3 separate regions of the Mus musculus genome follow, and all the other regions are linked to region 2. A link is a contact called in public Hi-C and HiChIP or PLAC-seq data. All regions are on one chromosome and are shown on one strand. Each heading gives the region's core, a stretch centred on a gene start, on an enhancer-like site or on the middle of the called end of the contact. The rest is flanking DNA. Distances are from core to core; before and after follow the strand shown.

Region 1 (4,418 bases), core at 739-3,238, 1.0 Mb after region 2:
ATCAGGTCTGTGGGCATTGTAGGGTTTCTGAAGGACAGCAGGCGCATTCCAGGCCAGGCAGGGCCGACCTTTGGTATCAGTGTTGGCCTTTCCTCGGTAAGAGTCACCATTTCCATGATAGCAGGTTTTTGATGCATCTAGAAATGATTTGAGGAGTGCAGAGTATTAGAAAAGGGAGGCGGTTTGGACAGGCATTTCAGAGGTGACACGGTTTCAGACCTGTCAGGTGATATGAGGGAGATTCACCCTTTTTTTTCACACTTGTATAGCCACTACTTCATGAGTGTGTGTGTGTGTGTGTGTGTGTGTGTGTGTGTGTGTGTGTGACTCCCAACTTCTGCTGCCTGTTTTGTTTGTTTGTTTGCTTATTTTATGTGTATGAGTGTTTTTCCTCCATGTATATCTGTACACCATGTATGTCACTTGGGCTGGAAGAGGTCAGAAGAGGGCATCAGATTCTCTGGGACTGGGGGTACAGATGGCTGTAACCCACCTCTATGGGTGCTGAAACTCAAACTATAGGATGTCTAGAAGAGCAGCCAGTGTTCTTAATCACTAAGCTGTCTCTCTAGCTGCGCCTCGCCCGCCTTTTGAGACAAGGACTTACTATGGAGGCCAGGCTTCAGTCTCCTCCTAAGTGCTGGGGTAACAGACCCACACCTCCAAGGCCAGCTTCTGCCTGCTTCTGCATCCCACCCATCTGTCCCTGTTCTAAGATCTCTGGTCCTCCCCCACTCCCACATTCCAAGTCCAAATCCCCATACCTATCTCACAGTGCTCCCCCTGGAATTTCCTTGGGCAGCTGCATCGGCGAATTCTGGAGAAGTACTTGTAGGACACGCATACACCTCCGTTCTGACAGCCACAGTTTGCTAGCAAATGCAAAGGAGGGGTAAGCAAGGATCAAGTGGGGAGCCAGCCTTTCAGCAGGGACAGGGAGGGTATGTCTCCTAAGGTTTTTCAAGGGTCTCTGTGCAGCCAACTATTGTGCAAGGAAGCAGATACTCACATTCATCAGGAGCTCCAAGTACACTGCCACCCTGCAAGAGATGAAGGTGACATGCTCTAGGGAATTCATGTTCAGGATAAACAGGTCCCCACCTCAAAATCCCTTCCAGTGATATTCATTCACTCATAATATTCTCTCTCTCTCTCTCTCTCTCTCTCTCTCTCTCTCTCTCTCTCTCTCTTTCTCCCACCCCACCCCTGTCTGTCTCTCCCCTTTCTGTTTATTACTAGCCAGCACCCAGACATGGACTGACTCAAGCAAACTTCACACAAACCAGGTGCCCTTGGGCTAAGGCACTCCCCGTGGCTTCTTCCTCCCTTGCCAGATAGTGCAAACCTCTTTGGGTGCACAAGCCCTCCGCTGATACATTGTCCTATTTCCTGGGAAAGCCTGGACCTGCCTTTGATGCCTAAGTTCCCCGTGCAGCCCCCATTTTTCCCCTGATGCTGCTTAAGGGATCCTGCAAGCCCCTTCCTGATGGTGCTAAAGCAGCGAGACCACTCACTTCAGAGTTTTTCACCACCAAGGCGCAGAGGAACAGGCTCGCCAGCCAGACTTTCATGGTAGTGCCGCTGGGCTCTAGACAGCAGTTCTGCAAAGGAAGGAGAAGTCAGGACAAGAAGCGGAGCAGCTTGAAGGTGGCAGAGTTACTACAGACCAAGGGAAGCCACTCCAGGTGTCCTGCGGGGCAAGCCATCAGTGACCAACCTCCCCAAGCCGGGCAGTCTCTCCCCTCTGCGGGCTCTGAATCCGCACAACACCATGGAACCTCTCTGTAGAGGGGCGCGAAGGGCTGGAGTGGTGACCTTGCCCACAGTTCCGCCAGCCAAGGTAGTGGGAAGGGAGGCATGCGGGAGCCCTGGCTGCCTCATCCCGCTAGGCTTGCTTCAGACCAACAGCACTCACCGGTGACTGCAGCGGAAGGGCGCTGGCAGACACGCAAGGACTGGATGGATGACAGACAGAGCTCTGGGGCTACAGGCTCTGCTCGGCGCTGCTCGCCCTTTATTAGGGCCCGCCAGAGCCCTGGCCCCGCCCAGGTTTGCTGGAGGGCGGCTCTCTCTCTCTCTCTCTCTCTCTCTCTCTCTCTCTCTCTCTCTCTCTCTCTCTCTCTCTCTCTCTCTCTCTCCTTTTCCTTTTCCTGCATCCCACCGCAACTGGACCGCGCTTGCTTCCCAACTTTGACGAAGTCACGGAATTTCCAGCTGAGCAAACTTAACGCAGTCTGTCTGGATCGAGCGATGATCCGGCGGCTTGAACATTCTTCCTTTCTTTCATTCACCTAGTGCGGCCCCAGTGTAGCGTGGTGAGGGCGCTCCAGCCATTGGCTCGCTGATCTCAAGCCTCTTCCTTAGTGGTTTAATCAGTTCTTCTCCAACCTGTCCCCCTACCTGCCTACGACACTGATTCAGATGTCTGATAGAGGGGTATAAGTCGCAGTTCCTTTACAACAAAAAATACCTACTAACAAAGGCTCCCACATGTCAAATGCTGAGTTCTCCAAATGCCACTAATGCAAGCAGTGAATCAGAAGACAAGAGTGAAGTTTGTCGTCAGGGAGTGTAATACTGTCATCAGAAGGTGAAAGGCAAGGTCAGATTTTATTCAGATTTGCTGTTTGGTTTAAGGTCAATCTTTGAAAGACAATTTTAAAATTTATGGCAAGGGCCAGACTTAATGGTGCACGTCTTTTATCTAAACACTAGGGAGGAAGAGGCAGGTGGATCTCTGCGAGTTCAAGCCCAGACTAATTTACATAGTGAAATCCTCAAAAATAATTATGATTTTTAAAAAAGCAGTAATGGTTACTATGTTAGGATTGTGGGAGCAAAGTCTTGGCACAGCAGCTGCTATGGAAGTGTCAATGGGTCTTTTGAAAAATGCCTATAATGAACAATCCATTTATTTGTCTGGAAAAGAATACAACCAATACAGAGGATCATAGATCAGGACTGAGTGCATACCTCACTGGTATTGTGGTTGCACACAGACACAAATAAGCAATCAAGGGGGGGTGTCTTTTTTTTAAAGATTTATTTATTTTATGTATGCGAGTGCACAGTCCTCTCTTCAGACACACCAGAAAAGAGTACCAGATCCCATTGTAGGTGGTCATGAGCCACCATGTGGCTGCTGGGAATTGAACTCAGGACCTCTGGAAGAGCAGTCAGTGATGTGAACAGTAACATGAACAGTACATTGTAACAGGATAGAAAAAAAAAGCAAGGAATACTCAAACCTCGTTAGTGTGGGCTATCAACATGCAACAACAGTGGGGGTGTCTGCTCTTCCCTTGTAGTAGAGAGGCTGTGGGTCTGAAGGAAAAGATAAAAGGAATGTTTATTTTTCACTGAATACTATTTCACACTGTTTTAAAAACTTTAAACACGTCCTCGTATCAGCCATTCTAAAAAAATAATTACACATTTTATTTTTGGGTGTGAGCCTAGCCATCTCTTCTGTTGCCAATTCCACACTGTAAATGCACTTGTGTTCAGCATTTTACATCATCACGTTAAGACGAAAACAATTATTTATCTAATAATTTATCTAATAAAATAGGCTTATATAAAGACAGGTCATGTATAAATGAGCCCTGAACATCTTGAAGACAAAGCACCCTCCCTCATGCACACACTTGCACACATGCACACATGCACACATGCACACACCCCTCAGGCAAAGTAGGGAGTGCTCAGAAAAGATTCCAAGGGTCAGTCACTGCAACATGTGCCTCAGAGCCAAGGACCAGTGGTCATTTTGATGCTCCTTCCACAGAAGAGGTGCCTGAGCCCGCACCATTCATTAGTGCCCCAGCTTTGCTTTATTTCCATAAGCCTGAGCCTACAACATTTTACTGTCAACCTGGACCTTGGAAAAGAATGCCAGGAGGTAGGAAGGAGGAGGCTGCTTGACTTTACCCCAGCCAGTGGCCCAGAATGCCAACCTCTGGATAGGAAAGTACACATTGAATACCCAGCTTTGGGTAGGCAGGTGACCATCGTTCTTCAGAATACGTTTTCCTTGCGCAGCTGAGCTGCTAGCAACCCACAGGACCACTGAATCAGAGATTCCATAGATCTCAGAGGCAACTTGCTACTTCCTTTAGAAGACTGTGGCCAGTTATGTTTATGTTTAAGAAGCCACTAATTGTAAACAAACGTGATCAAAATGTAAACAGAGGTGTTACAGCCTGAGGATTTACCCCGAAACTCTAGTTTAGTTATTAGGAAATTCCCAGCAGGCTGTCGTGATTCACATGGCCCCCCCAACAGCTCTCATGACTCCGGATTACTTGGCTGGAGGCTGTCATGCTGATTCTTTGAGAGCAAGATGACCTCATTTCCTCCTGGCCAGAGACCGCTATGCAGTGTGATAGCCCTCTTCCTCCTTCTACCGCCACTTCTTC
Region 2 (4,401 bases), core at 476-2,975:
GTACCCAGCAGGTGCTAAGTAACAGCTTCCGGTTGTCACGTTGTTATCACTGGCCGCAGTGTGGCCCCGTTGTTATCACTGGCCGCAGTGTGGCCCCGCCAGCACGTATTTAGTGCCTGCTGTGTGCTCAGCCCTAAAGGAACTCACATTTCTTCGGGCCTTACCTGGAGAGCATGACTCAAACTCAGAGATATTTTCAGGACTCTCAAGTCATTGAGAGTCAACAAGAAGAAAGAGCTTGTCTAAGGGGCCTGTTCCAGGAGCAGTTAGGAGAAGCAGCTGAGATCCCGCCCTGCCCCTAGAGAAAGTAGGTTCCCCTCCTGTTTGCCTGCACCCTGCACAGATGCTGATAGGTCAAGAAGCCAGTCTACCCTGATTGTGATTGGAGACCTGCCCTCACCTCCGAGGCCCGGGATTCTAGCAGCATTGGCTTCAGTTGGCCAGGTCTAGGGCTCTCTCACTGATCCTGCACCTGTCTGCCTGCCTCCGGAGGGTCTCCGGGCCTGGCCAGTGTTGTTAAGAAACAGACTTCCAGGGCAACCACCTCTGAGGCCCTGTGGACTCCAGCTCTTAAAGACAGCACCAATAGCCTACTAAGCCTGTGTGTGAGGCACACTGTGCGGGTGTTTTCAACCGGAACTCCATCGGGTGTTGTGTGCAGTGAGTGTTGTGAAATATAACTCTGCAAGACAGTATTCTTGGTGGCCCGAGGCAAGGTGCACCCCTGAGAAATTACACTGTGCAACAGTTCTGGTATAAAGGGGGTTTACTGGGAGAAGAGGACTAGAGGCTGGCAAGTGGCTATGTAGACAGACAGATGGGAATGAAGCCAGGGGAGGGGGGAAGGGGGCCAAAGGACTGGAGTGGGGTGGGGGTCTTTTTATCTGTGGCACATACCTGTCGTACGTGGGGGGCGGGGCAGGTGATGCCTTAAGCAATTGCTAGGTCCCTGAGGGCAGGTCAGCAGAGTCTCCTGTGAGCGAAGTCTAGAAAGGATTTCACTGTAGAAAAAAGAGGGACAGTAACACTTGAACTGCATTCCAGTTGTACCTGTCCAGTTGTTTCCAAGTCATAAACTACCACAGTCTTTTGCTTCCACCAGAGTTCAGCATATAGTAGATATTCAATAAATGTCTAGGGAACACCGGTCTAGCAGATAGCCTTGCAAGGGGAACTCAGCTGCTGCCTGCCAAGATGCTACCGCTTCCCAAGGAACCCTCTCTAGCCAATGACCATAACAGCAAGTACCACTATTGAGCACCTACTATGCGAGGAATCCCGTGCCTATCGTAGTAAGGCTGTAATACCTGCTTTACAGAAAAGAAACAGACTCGGAAAGACGGACCGTCACACAAAAAAGCTACACCCAGCATCCCAGCCACTAAGGATACTGTCTTGGAAACCAGGTGACTCTAAACCAGGTTCTTGGTTCCTTTAACTTGGGCACCCCTCCAGCAAGCATTCCCGAGTCTCTTTGGATTCCTCCATTAGCCACACTCACTTTATCCCCTCTCCCCATGCTCACAAGAGCCCTGGTGCAGAGATGACTCCATACCCCGACGCAGTTCCGCATGCAGCCACCGGGTGGCGAGATGTTCTCAGCCTGACCTTGCAATACGGCCATGTGTCACCAGATGGTGCCCGAGGACGCGGCTCTGTGGGCAGGGCCCGGACAAGGTGGAGCCCTGTCGGCTTACTGGTCCCAGTCCCATCCTCGCTACTCCAGCACACGTGACCTCCGCCGCCGCTGCTAACCTGCACCATGGCTCAGCCCGTCCCTCGGCTATCTATCCCAGCCGCACTGGCCCTGGGCTCGGCCGCGCTGGGCGCCGCCTTCGCTACTGGTCTCTTGCTGGGTGAGCTGGGCTGGGCTGCTGCAGTCCGGGGAATGGGAGGAGGGCGCGGAGAAGAGCCGGAGAACCCGGTCAGAAATGCAGGCCCTGACTCGGCACCCTCTCCCCGGCAGGGAAACGGTGGCCTCCATGGGGGTCCAGGCGGCAAGAGCGCCTGCTGCCACCTGAGGACAATCCCCTGTGGCAGTATCTGCTGAGCCGCTCCATGAGAGAGCACCCGGCGCTGCGGAGCCTGCGACTGGTCAGTAGGACTGGGACCGAGAACCGGCTCCCCACTTCCAGCGTGGTGGACCTCACGTGGCTGTGTGACCTTGAGCTAGGCAGAAACCCTCTCTGGGCTTCCGGGTTCCCTGAGACCTGTCCCCTCTAGGCCACACCCGCCACCGAGCCCCTGAATGATTCAAAACCTCAGGGGGGAGGTGGGGGGGGTGACTGGTATGAATGGCACCTCCCTCTCCCCACACAGCTGACCCTGGAGCAGCCGCAGGGGGATTCCATGATGACCTGTGAACAGGCCCAGCTTCTGGCCAACCTGGCGCGGCTCATTAAGGCCAAGAAAGCTCTGGATCTGGGTAGGAACACGCAGCCATGGTCTCTGGAAACCAGGGTCACAGGGCAGCCCTGCACCCTGAACTGAGCTTGACAGTGTCCCCTTCCACAGGTACTTTCACGGGCTACTCGGCCCTGGCCCTAGCCTTGGCGCTTCCGGAGGCTGGCCGCGTGGTGACCTGCGAGGTTGACGCAGAGCCCCCGAAGCTGGGACGGCCCATGTGGAAGCAGGTGAGAGCCCCACACCTGCGGCCGTTCGGGCTCCGGCTCGGGGGCGTGCCGGCCTGACCGGCCTCCTTCCGCAGGCAGAAGTGGAGCAGAAGATCGACCTTCGGCTGCAGCCCGCCCTGCAGACATTGGGTGAGCACCAGTGCGGGAGGGACCCAGACAGCACTGTCCAACCCCGGGGAACAAAACTGGCGACCCTGAGCAGCCCGCTGAGACCCTAGCTCAGCCAGCGGCACATGCCCTCTGTCCCTGTTAAGATGAGCTCCTAGCGGCGGGCGAGGCCGGAACCTTCGACATAGCCGTGGTGGACGCGGACAAAGAGAACTGTACCGCCTACTACGAGCGCTGTCTGCAGCTCCTACGTCCCGGAGGCGTGCTCGCTGTACTCAGAGTAAGGACTAGCTAAGGCAAAACTGCTGCTTCTTGTGGCTGGGTACCCACTCTTCTCAGCTCTTCCCACCCCACCCCCCAGCCCCGCCCCAAAGCCCACCCAGAGTATCATAGGTCCCGCCCCTCCTGGCTAAAGCTCTGGGTCGGCTACCCCCCACTTCCGACGGCCCCGCCCCTCCATCTGTAGGTCCTGTGGCGCGGAGAAGTGCTGCAGCCTCAGCCCAGGAACAAGACTGTTGAATGTGTGCGGAACCTGAACGAACGCATCCTGAGGGACGCCAGGGTCTACATCAGCCTCCTGCCCCTGGATGATGGCCTCTCCTTGGCCTTTAAGATCTAGGGTTAACACGAAGCTTAGGGCCTGGGTGTGAGAACCTAAGACCCCCAGCCAGTGACCTGACTTTTAAACCTGACAATAAAGGTACTGGACACGCGACCTTCTGAGCATCCTCTTCCAGCGTTCACTTGGTGGAGGGTTCCCTCCCTGCAGGTCTCCCTGGCACCAAGGCTTGTGGCCTTATCTGACCGCATAGTTTTAATAAATTGTCCTAGCTGTACTCACTGAGTAGAGTTCCAACAGGCTTGGATATAAGGGAAGACCCTATCTGTCTCTGGCCTCCCAGCCACATGCCACAGAGATGTCGAGATAGGGCCTTTTATAGCTGGCAGTCTACTCATGTTTTCACAGGGCTGAAGCCTCCCCAGCCTAACTTGTGTGCAGTGGAAGCCCAGACTACAGGACCTAAGGTTGGCTGGCATTTCTATCTGCTCCCTCATCCCCTTAAGTCCTAAGGGAGGAGACTGATGGCCAAGGTGCAAAGCAGACAGAGTGGGAAGCCAACCTCATTCAAGAAACCTCAGGAACTTGAAGCTTTTGCAGCACTGTCCTTTTGGGGGACACTATAAGGAGCCAACCTTTATTGACCTGAGGCCTGGTGCTTTGCTGCTCTAGAAGAAAGGTAAAGTTCTTTGTACTGAGGCAGAAAGGACAGTTTCTGGGACACCACAGGTTTGCCACTCTGGGGTAAGAAAGGCCCAAGTGATGTGCACTTAGCAGCTGCTACAAGTACAGATGTGTGAGCCCACAACTGAGTCCCTGCCACACACCACCAACCCTCTGGGGACTAGCTGTGCCCTACCCCTTCTTCACAAGTCACAAGTACATACTGAGGTGCACACAGGGGACCTGGTCCAATCCATTTTGAAGTGCCTTTGATGCACTGGTAGCCCACATGAGTCCACTCGCTCAGCAGAGCCAGCATGAAGAACACTTGTTAGCTGAGGGTCACAGGGCAGTAACATGCACCATTTCTATTGGGTAAGTCCCAAAGTACCCATTTTCTTAGCTGTCCTCTCAAGTTTAAACTACACCTCAGAAGTG
Region 3 (4,884 bases), core at 1,153-3,652, 1.7 Mb before region 2:
CCTCCTGTGGTGGTTTGAATAAGAATGGATTCTAGAGGCTCATGTATTTGAATACTTGTTTCTAGTTTGGTAGAACTGTTTGGGAGGGATTGAGAGGTGGGGCCTTGTTGAAGGAGGTGTGTTACTTTGAAGTGTCAAAGGCCACACCAGTCCCTTCCCCTTGCCTAGTGATAAGGATGGATCCTCCCAGCTTTTGCTCTAGGGCCATACCTGCATATCTGCTGCCATGCTCCCAGACATAATGGCTATGGACTTGCCCCAATAAATGCTTTTTTTCTATCAATTGCTTTAGTCCTGGTATCTTATGATAGCAACAGAAAAGTAACTAAGACATATACCAAACCAGAACAGCCACGGAGAATTCATGTATGGGAATTCACAAGTTTCCATAAAAACACAGAAATGACACTTACAAAAAGAGGGGGCAGGTTTTCATGATCGGATCACAATCTCTCCTTCAAAGCAAGGAGCTAGACTCTGCATGGTCAGTGCCACTCTAACTACTGATAATTTCATGTTTGATTCAAGCCTTTGGGCTTGGCCAGGAAGGCTGCAGATAGCCATCTCCAATGACTCTTTTTGCCACAAATACTCAATGTCTTCTGCTGGCAACCCCTCCCTCCTTTGAAGCAGTCATCTTCCAGATGTCAAAGTCCACATCCCAGCGGACAGAGAACACCCATCATTGGGGTTAATCTTGCAGGTTTTCTACATAGCTTTCAGATATTAACTTGGTCATAGGGTTCAGCTTGGAAGTCCACTTCCTCGTGCGAACAATCTGTGATGTTGCTGATGTCATACAATTAATCAGATTTCCACAACAAACCTGGTCTGTCTCAGCAGTGGTGATTAAATGTTCTGCACTCAGCAAGAGCTCCCTTAAGCACCATTAATGTCCCAGTGACAATCATTTAGAGATTAATAATCACCATATTTAGGCCATTTCCCCAAAGCACCAAGAGACGTCAGTAGATTTAATATCTTGAAAAGACTCTGCATGGTTTTTGATGGTGCAGTGCTTTCGCAGGCCCTGAGGATCTGGGAGTCTGTAAGTGACTCAATTAGGTGTTGAATTCTCCCCTGGAAATAGAGAGCAGCACATGCCTCTCCTCTCTCTGCCATAGGCTACCTGCTCTCCCTACTACTTGCTTCTCTTCAATATCAGATCACGTCTTAGGGGGCTCGAAAGGGAGAGACAGGGGAATGGGCTGCTCTGCTTTGATTTTCCATTGAGAAATTTGCCTGGAGCAAGGTTTAGTGGTAACATAGCTGATGAGACAGGGTAAGCCTCAAACTTCTGTTTTTTCAGTTGGCAATTCCATTCTCTGTCAGAGAACTTCGCTTGATATGAGGTGAAGCACAGAGTGACTCATTGAGATGTCTGGAAAAGGCTTGAAGGTCAGGAGTTAGCACAAGCAGCCTTGTGCTTGGGAGTGCTAGCTTCATACCACAGCATCCAGAGCCCTGGAGCTAACCGTATCAGGTCACAAAGTGGGCGGATATGGCCAATTCGTATGTTCTCTGAGAACATTCTAGATGTGAGCCATTTCAATTGTGTCTAGGCAAGTGGCAGAGTGACTGGGTCCCAGAGGGAGTGACAGACTTTTGGCATATCTGCACTCAGGCTGTCAGCTTCCCTCCTTAAGATTCTGCTCCTCTCTTCATCTCTTTTGGGTTTGTTCTCTGGAGGTCTTCTCAAGGATTGTATCTGAGATGGATTAGAACTCTCTTCCACAAAGTTCCTGAAAACTCTGGCAGGCTTCTCTGTTGGCTGATGTTGATGTTGGCTGAATTCCACTGGATTATTTAGTAAAGGAAGTCCTTGGTGGACACCTTGGTCTCCCATGTCAGTAGCTGTGGGGAGATTGGTCGTTAGGAAGTGATGATGGGCAAACTACAGGGTAAGGGAAAAGAGGATCCCTGAGGCTTCCTATAGTGTGTTCCCAAGCTACTTAGATGAGGCCTGCCACTTGTAGCTGTGATTCCCAGGCAAGCTATCTACACCCCCTAATGCTCGGTTTCCTCAATAGTGAGTGACAGTGGTGTTCTCACCTACCACCTGCATTAGCAGAAAGAGTGAAGAGGGGGAGGACGCAAGCAAATACTTAGTACATCAAAAAGCCCCAGCAGTCCTCAGGGACCACAAATGGTGGGTGATCCTGGCGAGGACCAAGATGCCCAGGATGGACAGTCTGCTGTTTTGCTGGCATATGGTTTCCAACCCCGAGGATGTCATCCCACACACCTCAAAAGGCTAGTTTCACCCACAACTTTGGAAGTGTTTACTCATTCTTGTCCTGAACTGTCAGAATCAATGCCAGGCAAACCGGGAACTTGGATTCCTCTCTTCAGTTATATAAATACAAGCAGAGAAAGCTCCATTCCTCATGCTCCACCCAGGAAACATGATCGCAGCCTTTGTTAGGAGGCCTCCCTTACGAATTCCCCAGGCTGAGCAACAACAGCCTCCATCCTGCCCTTTTAGCGGTATGCTCAGGATCCAAAAGCTAGCAGCCATCAATGCCACTGACATGACACTGTGGCTGTGCAGTAATAGATCTGAAAGTGGCTGAAATGGCCACATTTCCATCTCCAACTGTGGGGCCTACTGAACTAAACTTGTCAGTTTCCCAGTTCCCCCAGATGATCTTGAAGGATCCTATGAGAAATTAGTCAGTATACATCAAACATCAGCATGATGGTGTGTGGGTGCACTGCGTACATACTGTGAAAGTCTCAGATGTCACCATTGTTAACCTTCTAAGCCATTAGAAAGTAGATAATATATTACCCAAGAGAAAGAAATAGGCAGAAAGAGGGCAGTGTTACCATAGATGGATTACCCAAAGAGAAGGATTAGCTTCTGCGGGGGTTGTGTCTTAGGGTTTCTGTTGCTGTGAAGAGATATTCTGACGGCAGTAACCCTTATAGAGGAAAACATTTAATTGGGGCTGCCTTAAAGTTCAGACGTTCAGTCCATTATCATCATGGTGGGAAGCATGGCAGCCTGCGGGCAGATGTGGTGCTGGTGAATGGGCTGAGAGTTGTACGTCTTGATCCACAGGCAGTAGAAGTGACTGTGTACCACACTGGGCATAGCTGGAGCATATGAGATCTCAAAGCTCACCCCTACAGCGGCACACTTTCTCCAACAAAACCACACCCACTTCAACAAGGCCACACCTCCTAATAGTGCTTCCTCTGGGCCAAGCATTCAAACACATGAATGTATGGGGGCCATACCTATTCAAAGCACCACAGGCTGCATAGGGCCGGGAATGGGAGAACAGGAGGTGGGAGACAGAGTTCTTTTCTGCAAGATGAACGTGATGGAAACACCATTAAATATAACTTCAGGACAACTGGCATTTAAATTGGGATTGTATGCTAGATCGCATTGCTGAATTCAGTTCGTTTTCTGATATACAGATGTGTCCAGATTCTACTGCATGGTGTCTGCTCTTCGGAGCAGAATGCCGCGGTGATTAGAGGTTGGGCGGTGATGTCCACAACACAATGGCTCAAACAAAACAAATACAACCAGAAAGAATTATCACACTGAAGAAAATAAGACATACTTGCAGAGATGATGAAGTCATGGGGAAATGTCAATTTAGGTGAAGGATACACAAATTTTATTTACTCTTCTCTCTGGTTTCTTTTTAATATATATTTGAAGGGTTTTGTTTTAGACAAGTTAAGTTTTAGCAACGTTTGAGGGGTTAATGTAGGGTCTGGCTGTGATTTTCCTACAGACTCTGTTGAGAGCCTCATTCCTGACCAATGTTTCTCCCCTGAGTCAAATTTCCTTATGATGACAGCAGCCTGCTTCTGCCCCAGAAGGGAGACTGTGACACCATCGGGCAGTTCCATACGGGTCTTCTCTCTGTAACTTTGGGACTCTTCTTGTCTCCTTTGTACAGTAACTCCATCAAGCTGGTGAATCTGCTCTCCATATTTATCAGCACGTGGCTGACTGCAGCTGGATTCATCCACTTGGTAAGTAGCTGGCATGGAGCAGGCCCTTGCTAGGCCGTTTTATTACTTAACATTTGTTTTCTTGGAAAGAGACAAGTTTAGCTGTACATACAGGAAAGTGGGACAAGCTACTCAATTTTCAGAATTCCCTACCCTTAACTTCCACCCCTCAAACTGGTTCCAAATAGTGAGTAATGTTCCTAGGACCAACCGACATCTTTCAGCTTCACCTGTATTGCTTCAGGGAGACTTGCCTAGTTTTTCACTCTGTATGCAATAACCTCAGAAGGCCACAAGATGGCAGTGCTTCCACAGCAAACGCCCAGGAAAAGTCTGGCACCTATACTGAAAGTTTGAACTTCAACAGCTCTTTGTAAACAACAAATGCAAATCCTGGGATCTGTCCCTACTTCTCTCGCACAAAAAAGCTGCTTTTGACTGTCTTGCTAGATGACTTCTCAAGTCGTTTCAAAACCCCCAAATGGTTTTGTTTTTGTTTTTTTGTTTTTAAAAACTAATGACTCTTTGAATGCTATTACCAAGTCAAACCTTTCCTACCTCCCCAAGGCAGAGTTCTCTAGCCTGCTTTCAGAGAGAATAGTTACTATGAAATGTACATTTCATCTGCACATAAACTGTTACAATCAGAAGAAGCCCCCACCAGACTATAAAACTTAGCATAAGTGACTTTGTTTCCATCTGCTAAACAAGATAATTGTGGATTTTGCAAGAGTCCTATACATATTTTAATTATGTGTATGCCTGTGTTTTACTGTAGGGATATGTGCACATGTGTGGATGTACCCCTGGAGGGAAGCAGAGGGCTTTAGGCTCTCTAGAAGTGAATGCTGGAAATTGAATTCCAGTCCTTCTGCAAGAACAATGGTTCCTAACCATTGAGCCACG

The links. A called contact is a pair of places that touch in the nucleus more often than the background predicts. HiChIP or PLAC-seq counts read pairs in DNA pulled down with a chosen protein or histone mark.
Region 1: a contact with region 2 is called in a FOXA1 HiChIP or PLAC-seq map of pancreatic cancer cells. The contact joins the promoter of Plau here to the promoter of Comtd1 in region 2. A contact is called at or near these places in 3 of 39 promoter capture datasets (embryonic stem cells, hippocampal neurons and pre-B cells), 1 of 115 datasets of contacts at active chromatin or transcription factors (pancreatic cancer cells) and 1 of 9 other capture datasets (pancreatic islet).
Region 3: a contact with region 2 is called in a Hi-C map of nephron progenitors, with 6 times the contacts expected there. The contact joins the enhancer-like site here to the promoter of Comtd1 in region 2. A contact is called at or near these places in 3 of 39 promoter capture datasets (cranial neural crest, frontonasal cranial neural crest and maxillary cranial neural crest), 10 of 484 Hi-C or Micro-C datasets (the G1E-ER4 cell line, the HL-1 cell line, adipose-derived mesenchymal stem cells and 5 more), 4 of 115 datasets of contacts at active chromatin or transcription factors (astrocytes, embryonic stem cells, large pre-B cells and 1 more) and 3 of 9 other capture datasets (embryonic stem cells, embryonic tail and embryonic trunk).

Annotation. Positions count from the first base shown.
Region 1 is chr14:20,834,232-20,838,649 of GRCm38.p6, reverse strand. Plau (plasminogen activator, urokinase) reads right to left here and starts at 1,988. Exons shown (of 11, transcript NM_008873.3): 1 at 1,916-1,988; 2 at 1,515-1,601; 3 at 1,010-1,040; 4 at 765-872; 5 at 1-137. The coding sequence starts at 1,571.
Region 2 is chr14:21,846,234-21,850,634 of GRCm38.p6, reverse strand. Comtd1 (catechol-O-methyltransferase domain containing 1) reads left to right here and starts at 1,725. Exons shown (of 7, transcript NM_026965.2): 1 at 1,725-1,856; 2 at 1,967-2,094; 3 at 2,320-2,425; 4 at 2,515-2,633; 5 at 2,708-2,762; 6 at 2,888-3,021; 7 at 3,208-4,401. The coding sequence starts at 1,763. The coding sequence ends at 3,360. It overlaps A430057M04Rik (RIKEN cDNA A430057M04 gene), which reads right to left and starts at 3,057. Exons shown (of 3, transcript NM_176925.3): 1 at 1,556-3,057; 2 at 898-1,001. The coding sequence starts at 1,764.
Region 3 is chr14:23,529,334-23,534,217 of GRCm38.p6, reverse strand. It overlaps Kcnma1 (potassium large conductance calcium-activated channel, subfamily M, alpha member 1), which reads left to right. Exons shown (of 28, transcript NM_001253364.1): 7 at 3,924-3,999. Among named protein-coding and RNA genes, the nearest start is that of 5430425E15Rik, 21 kb to the right of the region's middle. Within about 2 kb of position 2,402, at least 9 of the 459 cell types and tissues checked have an H3K27ac peak or open chromatin away from gene starts, as enhancers often do. A contact at or near this core is called in nephron progenitors and palatal mesenchyme, where this site is marked.